Linked DNA regions of Mus musculus: all the other regions are linked to region 3. The links are chromatin contacts, called in public Hi-C and HiChIP or PLAC-seq maps. All regions are on one chromosome and are shown on one strand. The core of a region is the stretch at or near the end of the contact, and the rest is flanking DNA. Distances in the headings are between cores, read along the strand shown.

Evidence for each region. Hi-C and Micro-C count contacts between places; a contact is called where the count stands out from the background. HiChIP or PLAC-seq counts read pairs in DNA pulled down with a chosen protein or histone mark.
Region 1: a contact with region 3 is called in an H3K4me3 HiChIP or PLAC-seq map of bone marrow-derived macrophages, with 2.7 times the contacts expected there. The contact joins the enhancer-like site here to the promoter of Sfxn4 in region 3. A contact is called at or near these places in 11 of 39 promoter capture datasets (the C10 cell line, the HPC-7 cell line, cranial neural crest and 7 more), 1 of 484 Hi-C or Micro-C datasets (bone marrow-derived macrophages), 16 of 115 datasets of contacts at active chromatin or transcription factors (the 230-238 cell line, T-cell acute lymphoblastic leukemia, bone marrow-derived macrophages and 12 more) and 4 of 9 other capture datasets (adipose tissue, liver, macrophages and 1 more).
Region 2: a contact with region 3 is called in a Hi-C map of bone marrow-derived macrophages, with 31 read pairs. The contact joins the enhancer-like site here to the promoter of Sfxn4 in region 3. A contact is called at or near these places in 4 of 39 promoter capture datasets (the C10 cell line, cranial neural crest, embryonic stem cells and 1 more), 3 of 484 Hi-C or Micro-C datasets (the G1E-ER4 cell line and bone marrow-derived macrophages), 5 of 115 datasets of contacts at active chromatin or transcription factors (the 230-238 cell line, acute myeloid leukemia, bone marrow-derived macrophages and 2 more) and 4 of 9 other capture datasets (adipose tissue, liver, macrophages and 1 more).

The regions. Positions count from the first base shown.
Region 1 is chr19:61,050,295-61,055,077 of GRCm38.p6, reverse strand. The region is part of intron 4 of Grk5 (G protein-coupled receptor kinase 5); the gene reads right to left. It also overlaps a transcript of Zfp950 not described here. Among named protein-coding and RNA genes, the nearest start is that of Gm22520, 39 kb to the right of the region's middle. Within about 2 kb of position 2,382, at least 31 of the 459 cell types and tissues checked have an H3K27ac peak or open chromatin away from gene starts, as enhancers often do. A contact at or near this core is called in bone marrow-derived macrophages, hematopoietic stem and progenitor cells and neutrophils, where this site is marked.
Region 2 is chr19:61,020,174-61,024,643 of GRCm38.p6, reverse strand. The region is part of intron 2 of Grk5 (G protein-coupled receptor kinase 5); the gene reads right to left. Among named protein-coding and RNA genes, the nearest start is that of Gm22520, 8.9 kb to the right of the region's middle. Within about 2 kb of position 2,928, at least 22 of the 459 cell types and tissues checked have an H3K27ac peak or open chromatin away from gene starts, as enhancers often do. A contact at or near this core is called in pancreatic islet, where this site is marked.
Region 3 is chr19:60,860,135-60,864,781 of GRCm38.p6, reverse strand. Sfxn4 (sideroflexin 4) reads left to right here and starts at 3,354. Exons shown (of 14, transcript NM_053198.4): 1 at 3,354-3,483. The coding sequence starts at 3,445. Prdx3 (peroxiredoxin 3) reads left to right here. Exons shown (of 7, transcript NM_007452.2): 7 at 63-716. The coding sequence ends at 116.

The DNA.
Region 1 (4,783 bases), core at 1,133-3,632, 190 kb before region 3:
CCTGGAAGCTTAGCAGAACTTAGCCTGCTTGGCACTTGGGTAGAAAAGGACCTCAAAAGCCCCATCCTCAACCATTCTTTCTAATCATTTCACTCTCAAATTTCCTCCTAGTACTGTGGCAAGAAGCTGAAAAGCATGGCATATGGCTCCCCAATCTTTCCACCCTGCGCAGTCACCTGGGCAGGCAAAGGTGAACTCTGAGCTCATTATATTCATTGACAACAGCATGAAGATCCATTCCTGTTGCTGGGAGATAAGAACCAATAATCTAAGTGGAGGAGAAAATCCAGGTTTAGGGTTAGTTAGAGTCCAAGGTCTACAAAGAGGATGGACAGAGTACTTTTGTGGGAATAATTCCCATGCCCTTGGTTGCCCTGGAGATCACAGGTTGGTTAGATAATGTGATAGCTAATCTTGAAGGTCAACTTGACAACATTGAGAAATGCATAGAAACATCAGTAAAGCATACTTCTGAGTGTTTTTGTGAGGGTTTTTCCAGAAACAATTGGACCATGAAGGCTCTAACCTAAGGATTCATCAGCTAGTGGATTCAGTATTTAAATAGACTATCAGGAAGTGCGGGAACTGTAGGAGGGTGGGCCTGGTAAGATGAAGTTGAATGCTAAGAGTTTTTTGGTTTTTTGTTTTTCTTGCAGGCTATAACTTTCCCTGGTCCCTTCCTGTTGCTTCCTGTTCACGACGAGGTGAGGGGAAGAGCTACATACTCCCATCACCATGATGTTCTTGCCCCAACACATGTAGCTGAGCAACCATCAACCAAAACCCTCTAAAACAGTGAGCCAAAATAAATATTTCCTTCGTGACATTATTTCTACCAGGAACTAGTCAAAATAACAGGAAACATATCTAATACGAATGGGTCAGTGTATTCTTATACTACCTCCACCAGGGTTGTTGTCACCTGGTCCTTGTTCCAGGCCATACTATTTTAATTACCATCAAGCCAGCATCCCATAGTGCATCATTAGGTAGGGAGCAGAGAGCATTTCCAAAGATAATTAATGGTTTTAGGAGAACCAAAGTGACAAATGACATTGAGGCACTCAGGGAAAAGTTTATCCTGTTCAATTCTCTTTCAAGTCTCATACAGCAAGTCTCAACAGCATGTTAGTATGTCATGAGCTCACCTCTGACACATACTAATCTCTACACACTAAGAGAGGTTCATCCAATTCAGAGCTTTACTTCCAGTTAGCTCATTCAATTAAAACATGACTTAAAAGAAAATTGCTTATTATTGTATTCATGGTCTGCACACATGATGCGATCTACGAAAGCTGATAGTATTGAATCTAGTGCTGCACTCACTCCCTTAATCCCACACTTAGATGACTAAATAAGATGATGCTCTGGTTTGAATCTGAAATGTCCTCAAAGGTTTAATGTTCTGAATGCTTGGTTTGTAGCTTGATAACTATTCTGAAAGCTGTGGAAGTTTTAGGGGGTAGAGCCTGGATAAAGACGGTAGGTCATAAGAGCCTTTGAAAGTTATACATGCCCTGGTGCCAGCCTGTACTCCCTGTTTCCTGGTCTTCCACAACATGAGGAATTTTTTGACTGTTAATTGATATAGGAGGGTCTGCCCACTATGGGCAGTAAGTACCATTCCTTAGGCAACTGATCCTAGGCTGGCATGAGTCTAAGTAAACTAAAGAGAAAGCCAGCAAGCAGTATTCCTCCATGGTCTCTGTTTAAGAGTTCTACTTGAGTTCCTACCCCAACTTCCCTCAATGATGGGACCTCAAAATATAAACCTAAGAAACCCTTTCCTCCTCTGCTTTTGGTAAGAGTATTCTGTTCAGAAACAGAAAAGAAACTAGAACATACCTCAAGGTTTCTCTACTATAGATGAAGCTGCCTTGTCATGCCTTCCCTGCTGTGTGAACTTTGAAACTACCTAAAACCATGAGCTAAAATAAACCTTTGTCTCTGAAGTTGTTTCTGCCATGCATGATGCATGGCAGGGATGCAAAAGTTACTAACACAGGCTCCAGGGCTTGGAAGTTAGCAGGGCTTGTTAACTATGCATCCTGACAACAAGGAGCTAGCTGACTGCCCTCAGGCCAGAGCTGAGAACCAGCTGGAGGTGTCTTGCTCAACATCCTGGTGCAATGTGTGGGGTAGAAAAAAGTACCACTGAGATGGTGCAATGAATAAAAAAGAAATGAAGAAAGAAAACTTGGAATCACTGTTGCTTTTCATATAATTCCTTTTCTTTTTTTCAAGTGGCTGTTTTCTCAAAGAGCCAAACAAACATTAGGGATAAATTTCTTTTGTGAAAAAGTAGGCTGATGGGTTGCTTCCCCCATAACAGGAACAAACTTCCCTGTTTTACCCTGTCATTGTTTATGGAAACAAAGAGGCAGCCCTATGTCGGCATAGGGCACTGAGAACAACATCCTGCCTGAGGACCTCTGGTCAAAAATAAACTCTAAATACCACCTGGGCTGGGCATTCCCAGCATCCCAAAGAGGAATACTACAGTGGTTCATGTCAATTGCTCATCTCACCTGTCCACCCTTCCTGTCTAGGAAGAACCCCATATAGGCCTTAAGTTCCTGCTCTAACTTCCCTCAGTGATAGATTATGTTCTGGAAGCATAAACTACAAACACTTTCCTCTAGGTTGCTTGTGTTCAGTGATTGTGAGTATGTGTGGGCAAGGGGCATCAATGCCCTAGCATTGAGTTTCATATAGATCCACTAATACTTTTCAGCAAAATTACAACTTAAGTGGGAGCCACCTGCCAAGCCTTAGTCATTAAGATTTCAATAATGCAGACCCAGCACAATGGTTTGTGAGCTCAATTAAAATGAGCCACAGCAAAATGTCCTATAGCTAACCCTGCTTAGGCAAGTTACTCAGGGCTCCACCCTGAGCTAGCTTCTCTTTTTAGACCTCAGCTGCCAGGTCTGTAAAGTTGTTGCATGAATGCTCTGAGAGTTGCTGGAAAGATCCACACAACTGTAAGAAGTCAGTTCAGTACAGTGCTATACTCCAAGGCTGTTGTGAAGAGTCAGGCCTGGTCCTGATCTTTCTGACAGACATCAGTGTTTTTGTGCTCCAGAAGAAGAATGGCTTACGAGACATCAAGTATATACCACAATTTGCTCATTTTCTCTCTACACACATCCTGTTTCCAGAGGAACATAGGACTTCTTAGAAAAGCATATAAGGCAAGCCAAGCACAAGCCATTTGAAAATAAGTAACAGGCATGAAGTATGAATTTCTTCAAAATATTATAAATGTCTCAAATGATTCTATCAAGAAAGTGAAAAGAAAGGGCCCACAATAGAGAAAATAGTTTCAAAACATTTATTTGAGACAAGATTTATATCTTGGACATGCTATTAGGAGATAGTTTCCTGAGTTCAGCCATCTCAGGTATGAGTCCCACCTTTCTGGCAGGGTCAAAACTGAGTTCTCCCATGCCCTGGAACTCAACTCCTATCTTGCTTCTTCAGATGTTTCATATTTGTCTGTTAACCAGTAAAGGATATAAAGAGAAAAGATGCTGTTATTCCACTATCTAAACTAAGACACACAAGTCATAAATATGTTGCTTGTCTTGGCTTAATTGACTAGGTAAGTGCAGCTTGCCAGTTCTTTGTTTTCTTATCATTCTAAAATTCTAGGCCAGAGTCCAGGAGGAGACCTGGCTGCAAAATCTGAATCAAGGCCCCTGAAACCAGGTGACCCAGATAAGGTCCAGTCACCAGTGTAACTACCTTACTTAACCCCTTGTATCTAGATATGATTGGTCAATGCAACAGCCTGCCCCACTGCCCCTTGATTTGTGTTCCCATCCTATAAAAATATTGTGCAACCTCCCTTTGGGGATGCACTTCAGATCCTGAACTGGTTGCCTTCCTAAGCGCTCAGAAAATAAAGCTTTCATTTTTAAGCTTCCATATCTAAAGTGAGTTTTCTTGGCTTCCACCCGTAACCCAACAATACAAAGAACTCTTACAAGTCAACAGCAAAAAGACAAACAACTAGCTTTAAAAATGGGCAGAGGATTTGAATATGCCCTTTTCAAAGAAAATATACAGATGGCCAATAAGCACAGGAAAAGACGAAACATTACTAGTGACCAGGGAAATGCAAATCAAAATCATGCCAAGAAACCACGTCATACCCACTAAGGTTGAAAAAATTACAGACAAAAAAAAAAAAACAAAACAAAAACAAAAACTGAAGGCCGAGGAGGTCAGTGGATAAAGTACTTATTGCATCTGCATAAGCATCAGGACTTAAGTTCAGATCCCCAGGACCCACATAATATCTGGGTGTGATGGGGACCCTGAAACTCCAGCACTGAGGAAGGAGAGACAGGGGGATTTTGGCTTGTTAGCCAGCCAATCTAGCCAAAATGGTGAATTCTAGGTTCAATGAGAGACTTGGTCTCAAAAAATAAGGTAGAGAGCAATATTAGAAGACACCTAAAATCAACTTCTAGAATCCAATGTACCAACACAAATATGTCTCACTAGTTCTATTTGTTCATTTGTTCACACACACACACACACACACACACACACACACAGAGTAAGGAGTGGAAGGGATAAAAAGGAGAAAGGAAGAAAGAAGTACTGATGAAGATATAAATAAATCAGAACTTTCAAGTGATGGTTACATGGTCTAATATAATTTATTTCATTTTCACTTTATATGTAGGAGTGTTTTGCCTGCATCTATGCCTGTGTACCACTGGTGCTCACAGAAGCCATGAAACGTTCTTCTTTCTCTTCTTTGGGCACC
Region 2 (4,470 bases), core at 1,679-4,178, 160 kb before region 3:
GAAAGAACTCATCTATTTGTCTACATAGCATTACTACACTACAGTACATCTTCGTTGATCTACAAAAAATGTGCAGTAGGGTGGGCTAGTGCCCAGAAATTTTTATATTAATTTAATAATGACAGGAAAGGCATATCAGTTGCAAGAATCAATCTTGAGATGAGGATTCTGAAAGCCTTGTAATTCAAAATTATGCAGACCATGCAATATGATGTGTCTTCTCCAGAATGACACTTGTATGACTTTAGCCTTTCCTAAATGGCTCCTGACACAAGCTTGTTTCTTCAGCCATAAAATGAGAAAGTCCTAACTATGGACTCACTCGAGGGCTCCAAGCAGGGACATGTCTGCATCATCCAGGAACTAGAGTTCCCCAGGCTCCTTCAGATGAACTGGATCTAAAATTTCCAGGTGGGATCCAGATCTGTGTTTGAGCATACTGTCCCAGTTTGGAACAGTTCCCCTCTTCTAAGGGGACATTCCTAAATTTCTAGCCCATCACGGATGGACACACATATATAAACTCACACCACTAGCAAGCCTGTTAATACCTGACTGCCTAGAATGAACTGGCTGTGAGGAATAAAGCATGTCTACAGTTACCAAGATTAGAAGCAGCAAAATTATCTGTGCTTCTGAAAGGAACCATTTGGTCTTTTTCAGAAAGATCTATCTGGTTTGATTTTTTGTTTGTTTGCTTATTTGTTGAGACATGATTTCTCTGTGTTGCCCTGGCTGTCCCGGACCTTACTCTGTAGATCAGACTGGCCTCCAACTCAGAGATCCACCTGCCTCTACCTCCTGAGTGCTAGGATTAAAGGTGTTCACCACCATATTAGAGTTTCTTCTCTCGCAATCTTAAGGGCTTAGCAATACATTAACCCAAAGCTGCTGGTGCCTAGTTTGTAGTTATAAAATGAAACAACAACAACAAAGAATGAAGGTGCAGTCACAGCAAGTTGAGCGAGCAGTGTCCCATATAACAACCAACGTCTATATCCAGCCATATCCAAAGCCATAGGTTTTATTCCTGTTTTTTTTGTGTTTGTTTGTTTGTTTGTTACATGAACCAACAGATTCCCTTTTACCCTTAAGCTCATTTGTTTTAAATTTCAGTTTATTACAACAAAAATAGGCTGACTAATAAGCCTTTCAGCCCTGAACAGTATTTGGATGACTGAAAATGAAAGCCTATGCACAATTAAGCACTGCTTCCCCTTCCACTCAAAGCTGGATCTGCACAGAGATTCTAGAAAGTATGTTTTCACTGATGATTAGTACACCATCTTGGAAATAGCCAAACATCCTACCCTTCTTGCATCCCAGAGGCAGACGGGGCTGCATGACTGGGCAAGAACTCCTACAGAGCTCATGATGTTGGGATCTGAGTCCTACCTGTATCCTTCGGCTCAGCGTATGGATATCCTCAGCTGGGTGTGGATTTTGCCAAATCTATATCATGGCTGTCTTTCACAGCAGGTGGTTACAATTTATAGTAGTGTATAGAGACCACAATGCCTGAGATATCCCCTCTATATAACAGGATTACCCAACTACCCACAGAAATAATGCTAACAGTCAGCAAGTGGCTCTGGGTAATGAGTTTGTCTTGGGTAAATCCCATTCCAGAGGCTCAGCTGCCCCATGAACTGCTGACACTAACACATAAGAGCACCCCACCCAGTCCCAGCATATGGTCTGTCTTGTGTGAATAGCAGCCAGGATGACAGATGATAGAAATGAAGGCTTTTATTGCATTGAAGTCTCTGAAAGGTAAGTAAATAGAACCAATGTAAAAAGGCTTGACACCCTGACAACGGGCTCTCAAGCTGAGTTGCTTTTCTGTCCTTGAGCCACTGGATTCAAGCTCTGGGAGGGCTTGGATCTATTACCAGCTTTCCCTTGCATGGAGACCCTCACTCTGAATGAAGCCACATGTCTCTCAATAGCTCATGCCTGCGGTTAAGAAGTTAATTCCTTTAAGACTCAGAAACAGTAATGATATTGATAGTGAAGATAAATAAATGTTGTCATTGTTTTCATTCTTTCCCAGTTACGTGAAATGGGAACATACTTTCTTAATTAAGACTCTGTGGTATGTGGGCACTTAGTGGGCAAGCAGATCTCCCCAACAGAAGGCCAGAACACAGACACAGAGGACACCAGAGCTCCCCTCTGATATCCACAAGACCTGAGTTCAACACTGACCACCCAATACCCACCCCGCCCCCTGGGGCTTTTGGAGTCTTGGCCGCAATCCTTCTATAGCAAACATGGAACATCCATGGGTGGCAGTGTAGGGAGGGGTGACCATGACTGGAACCTGCTTAGGACTGTTTTCATTGTTGCCCCAGGCACTCCTTGAACTTGAGCCAAGGAAAATGTAGGTTCCATTTCAGGAATAAGAACAAGAATGAAATGTGGCTTCCTGAGGAAATGGAAATGCTAACACCGGAGCCCTCTGAAATGAAACCACATGTTATAGTAAACTGGGGGTGGAGATGGGGAGGCCCCCAAAAAGGATTCCTGCTGCCATTTCTCCACCAGATAGATACCCATGTCATTGTACTCTATTTAACTGTATTTCCCTGAAACACCAGGTTATTGGCAAGGAAACAAGTTCTTCATGGTCCCTAAGACAATATAGGAAACCCATGTGGAGACTGAATTAAAGTCCACAAGCCTCCATTCTGCCACATTCCAGATCTGATACAATAAACAGAGAAGGTGATTTGAAATCAACTTTCTCTCAAATGTTCCTGCCAAAGCTGGAAAAAGCAGTCTGGCTTTTGCTCTGAGGAAAAATAGTCTGTGACGTTAGAGAGGAGTGATAGCGTCCTGAGTAAGGGCAGTTCCTCACAGTCTGCCCCCTGGAAGGAGCAGGAAAAGGGAAACATTTGGTATTTAGTTAGCAACAGCTGAGCTGGTTCTGATTACTTCAAGAATGATGTTGTATATGAATAAAAATGACATATGGCACATTACACAAACACACCCTCACCAAATGCCATCTTCCTGTGCCTCTTTCCCCCCTCATTCTGGTCTCTAGTTTTACCAGTGCCTTGTGCTTGTCACATATCTTGGGAATATCATAAATAGAAAGCCCAGGTTTTACACAGTTGGTGGCACTTAGAGAAGTCACATGTCAAAGCCATTTTTTTTTTTTTTTTTTGGAGCCCAGGTTGCCAGTAGGAGGGAAAGAAGAGTGCATGCCTGTAGCTTTGAAGAAAGAAGATTTAGGTTCCATGGGTTGCAGGGGCAGGGTGCTTTTGGGTGACCCTCAAAGTGCATCAGAAAGGTATCTGGAAGTCCAGGAAGGGGCTAAGGCTGAGATTGTCAGAGTGTGGAGATATGGTATTCATACTATGGCCCCCTACAAAGTACCCTAACCTCAGTCAGGCAATGACCTCCTTCTCATTCCTAAAGTACAAAAAGCAGATATAGTCTCACAGTAGGAATGGAATGAAGAACTAGTAAATTAAGGGGTAGGGTGAGGGAGATGGGAGGACCAGTTAGGGGAGAAGGACCCAGAATCCTAGGAAGAGCTGGAGACAGAGTCAGGAACTGGGTTCCAGGTCTGACTCTAACTTACCAATTCTAAAAGGAGAGGAAGCACTGGACTTGAACTGCTCTCATCTGCTCCAAAGCATCTCTGTGACTGAAAACCTCACTTCTGCACACTACTCAGAGGACATGATACCCTGCAGCAGAAAAGTCACCTGGAATATCAGTGCTGCTGCTTCTGAATGCTGGGAGCAAGTAGGAAACATAAATGCAAACCCTATGCTCGCTTCTATTTTAATAAACTTTCACAAATTTTAAATTTTACAAATGTTGAAATTTTCACAAATGAAGAGCCTGGAAAGCAAAGATCTGTGACTGTCAGTCATCCAGTTTTGTGCAGGGGGTAAAAAAACGGGTGGTGCTCAGAACTCTGTTTTACTTCGCAAGCGAGGCAGAACTTCCCAGTGATCTAAGTCCAGGCCTGCCACAGAGCAACCAAGGACAGCCTGGCTTAGAGTAAATGATGCTCTCCATGCTGGGGCCCTGCTGCAACCATCCTAGGGATGCCATCCCTTTACTCGGGCATTCTTTCACTTGGTTGTTTATTTGTTTGTTTTCTCTCAGACCTGTAAAGTTTTAGGAGAGTCACTATCCAGGCCACTCCCAGACAGACTATATCAACACTGGGGTAGAATGGATGTTTTGTGGAAGTTTACCAGGTGGTTCCAACACTAAATTCCCTATAAGGTCTGGCTCACTACTGTGTACCTACGGCAGCACTTGGCCCAAGCAGCAGAATGGGTGTATGCACAAAAATAATGAGCTATGGAGCAGCAAACTAATGGAAGCAACAATGCTACTTCCAAATCTCAGGCCATTCCCTGGACATCCCTCTATGGTCAACATACTGGAAATGAGGATCACCCAAAAGCACTAGGTGATAGTTAATTGTTAGTAATATGCCTC
Region 3 (4,647 bases), core at 2,105-4,604:
TTTGAGACTACTATTATGAAGTTCCTCCTAAAAGATTTAATTTTTTTTTTTTTAATTTTCAGATCAAGCCAAGTCCAACAGCTTCCAAAGAGTACTTTGAGAAGGTCCATCAGTAGGCCATCCTATGTCTGCAATTACCTGAAGCTTTTCAGGCCAAAAAAGAGCCCCAGCTGGAATCCTTCCAATGCCTTGAAGATTATTTATAGAATGGCAAAACCTCATTATGTTTGTGTTTATAAGTACTGCTCCACAGGCTTTGTAATTTTAAGACAGGTTCAGGCTCTCTAAAGGTGGCTAGCTGCTTCCATAGCTGCTCTTACTAGGGACTTCTTGATGGCTAACCAATTCTCCCCGAGTGCTTGGCCCCCATTTCTTGGATCATGTCCTTAGAGGGTAAGCATTCTTTCCCTTAGCCTGCCCTGAACCTTGGTCTACAGTGAAGTAGCACATAGTGCCAGTACTTGGTGAAATGAAGTAGCACATAGCACCAGCACTTAATGGAAGCTTCTGATCAAGGTCCTAAAATTTCCTCTTGAATTTTTGTGAATTATGCTGAATTTCCCTTTTTTTTTTTTTTAAATTGTAGTCATTAACTCACAGTGTCCTTGTGTGTTCTGAGGTATTGAAGAGGTATAATCATGAAGGACTATGTCTAATCCATAAGTCATTTTCTTCAAGAGCTGGATATATAGAATAAAAATAAACATTAAAATATTTGCGTTTTTGACTTATTCTGGGGCACCGTTTCTCCTTTGATAAGTTAGCTCAACAAATATTTATTGGGCATTTGACACAGGGCTGGCTCCACTCTCAGGAAACTGAAACTTAGTAGGCAAGACTGATACCTACTTTCATTCATTATTTTGGTAGCCATGAAAAACATATGCCAGGTTGGACTTTGGAGGCATTGGAGTGAAGAAAAATAAACCTTTGTGTTTATGCACTTGATTCTAGAAGAAAAGCCCAATAAACAGAAATCAGATACTTGCCGGGTTGGAGCAGTGTTCTGAGTAGGTTTTTCAGGGAAGTCCTGAGGGAAAAGAGACTGGGTCTATTTTCTGGGTCTATATGTAAAATGAGGGTAATTCTATCTATTGTGTATCACCAGCATCCAAGGCTAGAAGAAAGTTGAGGCTCATGGTTCCAGATTAGTTCATGACCTGCATGGCAGCTGGCAAGAATGACACTGGAACAGAGCTGAGATCTTATATCTGATCCACAGGCATGAGATAAGACACCCAAGTGGGAATGGTGTGGGTTTTAGAAAATTCCAATCCCATCCCTGGGGCTTCTGATAAGGCCACACCTCCCGATCCTTCCAAACAGTTACACCAACTTAGGACCATGCATTCAAATATATGAGTATATGGGATTATTCTCATTCAAGCCATCGCAGGAAGTAAGGGGCTTCTAGGCAGGAAACATGAAGGAGGTCATGCCACTAGAGCATAAAGGAAAATGGCAGTTAGGGACCCAAAGTCTCTCAGGCAAGCTAAGGAGTGAATTCTAAATGTGATGGGGAATATCTTTGATGGACATTGCAGCTCATGCATGTATGTATCCAGGAAGATCAAACCCAGTCTGGGCTACAGTATGAGATGAGACCTTGCCTCAACTACCTTCTATATTCCCTCAAAAAGAAAAAAGAGTGACAGTAACTTACCCTTAAGATCATTCTGGTTCTTTTGACTGTAGGACTTCCAAAGTGGTAAAGCACAGAGAGCCAGATGGACTGGATCTGTGACTCACTGAAGGGTAGAGCCAATCAGACAGTGCAGTGTGCTAAAGACCATAATGATACCACAAGTGCATATCTTGGCATAATGGGAATACTGAGGAGGGGCCCTTTTACCTATCTGTGGAGAGAACTGTTGAAGGCTATAGCAAAGTGAGTCAGGTCAACTAAGTGACTGAAGAGAAGAGCCAGATAAACTGGCAGATCTGAATTCCTGGGCGAGAAAGGCAAGGACTGATAACCTCTAGGTGGTGGTCATGGCTACTACTGGCCACCTCCAATGGGTTCAGCCTGGCTCAGTCATTTCCTTCAATCTTCAGCAAGCCCCTAAGATTAGTACAATTACTAGCCCTTTTTCTAGATGGAGATACTGACATGACCAGAATCATTTAACTATAAGTGTTGTGCAGGGGCTCCAGTTCTGCACTCTGGAGTCCTGCTGAACACCACACATACTCTAGGCACACATTCAAGTCCCATCTATCCTGACACTGAGAGAAGGTAGGAAAGCCCTATTTGACTCTAGTTGATTTGGCTTTTAACCAAAGTGGATTTGACCCGTTGATGCAAAAACAAAAACAACAACAAAAAAACAAAAAACCAAAAACCAAAAAACAAAAAACCTCTCTTATCTTAAAAAAAATAAGATAATAAGAGTTTATTCTGGAGCTATTTTAAGTCATCAGAGCCTGGGAACACAGGTTTAGGTTACTCCAAATCTTACATTCCCGTGTGAAAGCCATTTCACAAAGTTTGTTATAGTTTTACAGTACGGAGAAAGTCACAAATCAAGGAAAGCTTTAAAATACATTGGTGGGTACATCAGAGAGGCAGAGGTACATCATTATGCAGGAAGCTTTCACATAAGGTCAAGATGCTATTTGATGCCATCCTTAACTTTTGATTTGGTAGAAGCTAGTTGTCTGCCAAATCATCAATAAATTCTAAAAGGTTTTATCTGTTGTCATGAGAAGTTAGTTCTGACACAGAGGTGGACAAGGAATGGCTGCTCTGGAGGGCCAGAACTTAGTCAAGGTAATTCGCCTCTAGGCCATAACTTTCTAGTCTCTCCACAGTACTGAAATTTTTGTCAACAAAATCAGTTTCTGAACTCCTTTCAGTTTTCATCACAGACCCAATGCTAGAAAGAAACCGGTTAAAACCTAACCGGTCTGGCTGAGAGTTTGGTACACTCTACTCAGATCCAACTTTTCCACACTTGCTTCAATAATATACACTTTTGGAAATCTCAATACTTTTTAATAAATGGCATGATAATTTTATTTTTCACTGCACCATGAAAATTATGTAACTGGCTCTGGCTTGACCCAACTCGTGTACATTTGACTTTGTATACAACAGTTTTCAGGGGTAATGTGCGCCTGATAAGCGCAGGCGTGACGGTAGAAAATCTCTTGCATCAGTTACACTGTCTTCTTTCTTACAGGGTCTCCGCCCCAAGTGGAGACTGGAAGTGGGAGTGAACGCCTCTGTACCCGGACCCTTCGGATTCTTCTAACTTGAGGAAAGGAAGTAGAAGAACTTGGCCTATAGCAGGGGAGCGTTCGGGTTCTGGGGCGGGACACGCTGATAGGCTCCACCCCTTGCGCTGCAAAGCAAACGGGGCCTGCATCACACTCGGGTTTGTTCAGAGAAGAGGAGGAGGCGCTTGCTGGCGTTGCCAAGGGCGTAGTGGCGCCGCTGTCCAAATGGAACCCAACCTGCAGTTCTGGATTTCCGAACGCCAAGTACTCCGGGGCTGGGTGTTGGGGGCGGGAGGCTGGCCTGACCAGCAAGACCTTGACAGGCTGCCCTGCGTCATCATGACTTTCCTCTCAGAGATCCTGTAGTGCGGAGGGAAAAACAACCCCTTCAGTGGTCTCCGCTCTTGCATCTCTTACTTAGGTCCTAGGCTGGGTTGTAGAAGGCCACAAAGTCACTCTCATCCGATGTAGGGCCTCACTAAGGAGTTCCAGTCCTCAGTGGGACTGCCCTTGCCCGGGTTCCTAGGTTTGCTTAAATCAGCCATTTGGATTAAGACCACACATACACCCTGCTTTAAGCAGGTTAGAGACTGGGAAGTCACTGTTGGGTAGTGCTTCTAGTAATCATATTAAAAAGTTTTAAAAGAAGCAACTATCAATCTTTTTTGTTGTTTTTGTTTTGTTTTTTTCGAGACAGGGTTTCTCTGTATAGCCATGGCTGTCCTGGAACTCACTCTGTAGACCAGGCTGGCCTCTGCCTCACAAGTGCTGGGATTAAAGGTGTGCAACACCACTGCCCGGCACAACTATCAATCTTAATAACATAATTAGTCCAAGCAATGCCAAATAACATTTCAACATGTAATAAAAAATAGATTCTACGATTCTACCTTTTTTTTTTTTTGGTACAAAGACTTCGAAGTCCAGTGTGTAACCTGTGCAGGCAGTCTGGCCCAATTTCACTTCTTGCATATCCTCATGGAGCCTCAAGGCTCTAAATACTGTTAGAGGCCTTGACCTTAAACTAAGCTTAGCCCACCCCTGTTCATGGAAATCCAGAACTTAAGGCTGGAGCTGTTTCGAAAATGGACAGCTTGTTGGAGCAAAACACACCTCTTTCACATGTGAGCTGATCTGTAACCCTAGCAAAGCCCTTGTTGGGCTGCCTGCCTTACTGCTATAGTTAAGCCTTATAGTAGCAGAGAAAGCCAGACAACAGTCAGGTGTTTCTAGGTCATTACCTTGAGGTCATATGGGGATATAAAGAGAAAATATGAATCCCAAATTCTAGCTTTTAATTCTGAAATGAAACTCTATCCCAAGTGGTTAGAGGAGATACATTTTGTAAAAGTCAGATTACTTACAGTTCTTTAGTAAGTATGCCCCCACCAAAGTGAACTGTGACTACCTTGTTAAGCCTTATTTCTT